2 separate regions of the Bombyx mori genome follow, and region 1 is linked to region 2. A link is a contact called in public Hi-C data. All regions are on one chromosome and are shown on one strand. Each heading gives the region's core, a stretch centred on a gene start, on an enhancer-like site or on the middle of the called end of the contact. The rest is flanking DNA. Distances are from core to core; before and after follow the strand shown.

Region 1 (3,002 bases), core at 334-2,833, 140 kb before region 2:
GGTTTAAATGTGTAATAATGGTGGTCTATTAACTGTTTAATATAATAATATGTGAAAGTGCACAAATGTGGGAAAATGAAACAAAGCCGCTGGACGTAACTTCGCGGGATCCTCCAAAAAGTCCACTGAAAAAATCTTAGTAAATCACCACCATTTTACTAAGATTATATTTCATCACATATCATCTCATTTCATCTAATTTCATCCCAGTTGATTAATGTCTCAAATTGATCATCTTCATTTCATTTCACTCCATATTATCATTTTTCATAAAAATAAGAATATAAATTAAAATAAGACATGAATTAAAGGTCTTAGTTACCAGGTCATAAAATCCCTTAAAAAAAACACGATTTTGGCGCCCATTTTTATAAATTTTCAATATTTTATCTAAAATTGTTATTGTTGGACTAAAAATTATATTTAACATCAATTTGACAAAACCGACTTTTTATGGGTCAAGAAAAAAATATATATACTCTGTTGTTAGTTATTACATGAAAACTTTGGATTTTGTTTAATGAAAAAATCCCCTTAACTACATATAAAAATATACATATAAACGTAACCCCTATCCGTAACATTTGATATAAAAAGCCCTCGTCTATGATTTGATTTAACCAGCGAGTCTATTTTTTCTATGATCGAGGGGCTGTATTGTATACAAAAACATCGTCTAATTTATTCGTATTTCTATTTGACGATTGGTTGGAAGTGTGGCAAATGAATTTAAATATGTATCTGTGTTAATATAAGGTGGATGATATATCTACGTGATACAGGGAGTCAGCGTTGTTTTTCAAAAAAAAATTTTTCTTTTTCGAACGTGCCAGTCTTATTTTGTGAAGTAGATAGGTACCTAATTTCTATATTTTTAATCGATTTCAAAAAATTAAGAAACCTTATCATTCTTATTTGGTCCCATTTATATTTGATCAAGATCTGACAAGTAATTTTGAGTTATTCTTAATAATGCATTTTTAATTGATTTATTCTCTTTGATTTTGTTGAATTCGGTTTTATTATTATTAATTGTTTTTACAAAACCAAATACTAGATGACGGACAACCTACAGCCTAAGTGTATGTACATATGTATACATCTATATCGAAACGATGTCTCTAGGCAGAACTATAGGTTTACATAATTGGTTATTTTTCGTAACAATTTTACATGACTAAAGGTAACTGAAGCTCCCTTGAATCATGGGAAGGGAGTAATGTATTTGTTTGTCTAAAACATACTGAACTTCCATCTTGACTGCTATAAAATATGACAGTGAGAATTAAAACATAATAAAAAATAAATATAATAAAAAATCACACATATCATATCATACACACAGATCAAGCTTCAGAAGTCTAATCAAGTATTAGTAAATAGATATATTTATTAATAAACTTATCAAAAAATGGCTTCAATTTAATACAAATGTATAATAATAGTATTTTAAAAAAACGTTCGGAATTGTTATACCGAAATACTCTACGCAAATTGGTAATGCCATAAAATATAAGGGGTTCGCTTTTAAGGTCCGCCATTTCTCTGAGCACAACCCTAGGGATATTAATAATACAGTTCCCTGTAAGAAATCTCGCGCAGCGAGGGTGGGCCGGCTAAATGCTTCGCGTTCCCTGCGTCACAAAGCAAAAAAACACGTCGAAACACCTACAGAAAAATACACTTTAAACGTAATGGGTTATGGCCTATTTCACAACGCATGCAGTCGAGTACTTAATCACCAGTTTCTCCCGCATAATAGGTACCTATGTATAATGGTCTCGTACTTGGGCCTTTTTGTGTAAAATGTTGTGACGCCTCGCACGCTTCGTATTCAAAGATGGCCGCTGATTTTGCATGCTTTTAAATTACTATTCTTTTTTTCGCATTCATTAAAAATCTTAATTTGATTACCTAACAATCACTTTCAGTCATTAATGTTTATTTTTAATCATTAATCTAATGGTTAAAAACACTTTTACTCGCATTTGTTTAATCACAAAAATTTCTGCTTTTTAAGGTACATACATCTGTGGAAACTTTAATGACCTTAATTAGTAGGCAATTTGTTTCCGTTTACTTGCTATGTATGAAAATACTTACGTTAAATTAAACTAAAAGAATATAGATGTACAAAATATACCTAATTTTATGTAATACTAAAATTTTACCAACATATTTATGGTAAAACACATGCCTACATTTGAATTTTGATTTATAGAAAACTCGCACAGTAGAAGAACAGACAATATAGAACTCAAATTTTCACAAAACCTTTTTATTAAACTGACTATTTTTAAATATCATATAATAATTCTACTGGCCAGTAATATTTGAATTCTCTTTGTTTTTTTAGAGCAGCTGATAGTGAACTTGTCCATGCCCAATATTGATCGAATATCAATTTATAGTAATCGATACTGTGTAGTTTTGTGAAATAATACAGCTGTATTGTGATTATGATTGGTTTCCCATGTGAAATTACATACAAACATTTTAGTTAAAAAAACAGGAAATGTTACCAAGATAAAAAGATAACAACTAGCAAAACGAATTTAACTAATTAAACAATTAAACTGTAATCAATTCATCACAAGCACATTATTGCACTAATCCTTGATAGATTTAGCAATAAAGGTCATAACGAATTATTTCTTAAATATTTTGTATTTACCTTTTTAATGCATATTTAATTAATTACAATTTATATTTAAATATCAAAATTTAATTACGCTTCTACTTACCTTGTTCTTTTAATGATCGTCGTGACTTCAAATGCTTTGGGCATTTCACCATGACATTGTAAGACTGTTTTTTATAAATGCTTCCTACGAAATAAAGCTAATTGAATCTATACTGTAGACTTTAAGTTGACGCTAATTCATAGGGACGCTAGTAAAAAAGTGTAAAGAGTATCAATAGGCATACTTTAAACAGTAAACATCACTAATGTTTCAAACATTACTATTTTACCAGCCGTCTCAATTTTAAATATCGATTCT
Region 2 (2,957 bases), core at 385-2,884:
AATTCAATATGACGCTGAAATATTAGTAGGTATTAATCGAACTCTTTTATTTAAAAAAAGTATCTTTTTTTTTCCCTGCCTATGCTGATAGCCTTGAGAGACTATTTCAACTTCACCCTAACGTGTGTAGGTGAGCTCACGGGGCTCAAACCGGAGTGTTGCTAACACTGACCCTAGCAAGAACAGTGCTTCGCAGAATCTACCACCGGATCGGAAACGCGACCCACTGAGAAGATCCGGCGAGAAACTCAGTGGGCTGTGGGTTAATTTGCTCGTCGAGCCCTTCGTCGCAACCGACGGGTTCGACGAGGACGGTGACAAAAGGTATCAAAAATAAATAAATAAATAAAAAACCTTTTTAAATAAATTCGAGGTTTATTAAAAAGTAATACGCCGAAGTGCCAATCCTAAGGTCCTTTTATTCCTCAAATGCTAAAGTAGCGGGAAAAGATTTGCATAAAATTGTCTTGTTGTCGGGCTCCCGCGTAAATGGCCGGCCGAGGTAATGCTACTAAATGTTTATTCAGTTTCGCTTTTACTCTTCAACAAATACGAATATACTTTGACACGTTTGTTTGCGGCTCAGCAGTGTAATGGGAACATGATCAAAACTCGACAAACGGCCGTCTGGTGTAGTGGTAAGTGACATGGTCACTACACAAGGGGGTCGCGGGTTCGAATCCCGCCAAGGGAAGATATTTGTATGATAAATATAAATGTCTTTTCCAGGGTTGTGGATGTATATTAAAATATATGTATGTGGTATAATAAAAATCTTACGTTTATATCCGTTATCTGGTACCTGTAACACAAGTTCTTTACGAACTTATCACGGGACCAGTTACCTAACGTGGCATGATTGTTAGTAAATATTGTTAGTAAATTATTTTATTTAACTTTTTTCAAGAGCAATTATTAGGAATAGATTAGGACTTTATTTCGTTCAACAACGATCATGTGTGAAGAAGTACTTTCAAAAAAATTGTTTTTTGTGATTTAAAAACGATGACCGTACTGCTGATTTACAATAATCTATATATGTAAAAATGAATTGCTGCTCGTTAGTCTCGGTAAAACTCGAGAACGGCTGGACCGATTGGCTAATTTTGGTCTTGAATTATTTGTGGAAGTCCAGAGAAGGTTTAAAAGGTAGATAAATATGAAAATGCTTAGAATTAAATAAAAATAACGAATGGATTCCTTTTGTTTGTTTTATGTTTATTTTATACAAAAGCTTAGGTCTTTTATTTATCGATTGAGGCACTACGAAGTCTGCCGGGTCAGCTAGTCAAAGATAAAATAAATCACTTAAACTCTATTCCTATTACGAGGTCCCTTTTGACACTTCTTAGAATGTAACTCTACATTTAAAAAATACACAATCAATCTATATCATTATACAATTAATTATTTATCCCAAAGAACTTCGTAATTGGAATAAAGTATAGTCTATGAAACGTATACAAATTAACAAAAATTAAACAAGAGACGTCCATCGGCGGGGGTTGATGTCGCGTCACCCCGTGCCGTTCTAATAAAGAAATTCCTATTTGTCGGTGCCACAGCCCACAGAGCAATAGGAATCGGCAAGTGTCTCGCGCGAAACCGTAAACGGACAAGCGGACTGAATACAAAACAGGACCCCACCCCGTACCGCCTGCCACCCCACCCGTCCCCCCATCTTTATGCCCTTCTTCCTTACTGTGTAACAAAGACTCCCCTCTTACACTCCAACGTGTTTACGTATGTGTGCGTTTAGTTAAAGTAAAACTGTGTGCGTAATAGTTCGGGATTTTGTAGTTTCAAATATTTCATATTAAATTTCGGGCCTCTATCAATATAATGTGTTTGGGTTATCTTTTGTTGGAGTTACGGCTGAATATAGGGCTCCGTTGGTGCTGACCTTACTAGTTTAGGCTTTGTTTCACATTGTATTGATTATGTTTGAATACATTTACTGTTTGAATCTAGAATCTTGTTTTATGGATGATTGCGTCTTATAAATATTTCGTAATTACAATCAAAATTTGTTTTGTGGTTGATTTACGTTACAAAGAACTTACTTCTCTCTGATGTGTTATTTTTTTTCTTTTTTCTTGGCTGTATCAATGAATAGTTAGTTAACTTTAATGTGTTTTTATTTTCTAATACTCATAAGTTGCTCATAGGCTTACTACTTAATGTTGCCAGTTATTAAAAAAATATTTTAATTATTAATATTTGATACTCTATTCTACGGCTACATCACCTGTCACCGGACAAAGGTCCATATTACTTGGAACCAATGCACTATTGTAGCTTCTAGGCGTAATTTTTAAATGGAGTTACAAAGAGAGCAACTTGAATTGTCTATGAACGTGAGAAATAGTAGCTTTTAGCTTGATGACACTAAAAACGGAAGACACGTCCGAAGACGGAAAAAATTACAGGACGTTTGTTAGCATCGGTCCAATATTTTTTAATTTTACGAAAAAAAATACATCTTTCAATTTAAACGAAGAAAAAAAACGCTTTTAAATTAAGAAAAGCAAACAGCAAAACCATTATCAAGGAAAGTATTGCGATACTCTAAATCAAACTGAAAAAACACAGAACGAAAATTCCCTCAAAAAAACACGACCACTCTCAAATAAAACTTCACACAAAAGTTCTAATTAGCTAAAAACCTTTTTCAATAAAAATAAAAACAATGTTTCGCAAAACTCAGACATTCAATAAAGGTAAGAAAAAGCCCGCAGCGGCTTGCTTTGTGGGCAAAAAAATTCTAGAGAAGTGATAAAACTTGGAGTCGCCACCCACCGCCCGCATTCACGGGCGATTTAAATTTAGAACTCCATTATTATTAAATTACTTTTTAATTTTGTCTCTCGCCAATTAGAAGCCAGACAGTATTCAAGTGTTATCTCTATCTCGGCGTTTTACTATATTACGTTGAAGTTTAGCAACACTTATGTTAT

The links. Hi-C and Micro-C count contacts between places; a contact is called where the count stands out from the background.
Region 1: a contact with region 2 is called in a Hi-C map of middle silk gland, with 2.5 times the contacts expected there. The contact joins two enhancer-like sites. A contact is called at or near these places in 3 of 7 Hi-C or Micro-C datasets (middle silk gland, posterior silk gland and whole pupa).

What each region holds. Positions count from the first base shown.
Region 1 is chr25:10,306,167-10,309,168 of ASM3026992v2, reverse strand. No RefSeq gene overlaps it. Among protein-coding and RNA genes, the nearest start is that of LOC134201429, 3.9 kb to the right of the region's middle. Within about 2 kb of position 1,583, at least 3 of the 8 cell types and tissues checked have open chromatin away from gene starts, as enhancers often do.
Region 2 is chr25:10,170,453-10,173,409 of ASM3026992v2, reverse strand. No RefSeq gene overlaps it. Among protein-coding and RNA genes, the nearest start is that of LOC119630565, 7.7 kb to the right of the region's middle. Within about 2 kb of position 1,634, at least 1 of the 8 cell types and tissues checked has open chromatin away from gene starts, as enhancers often do.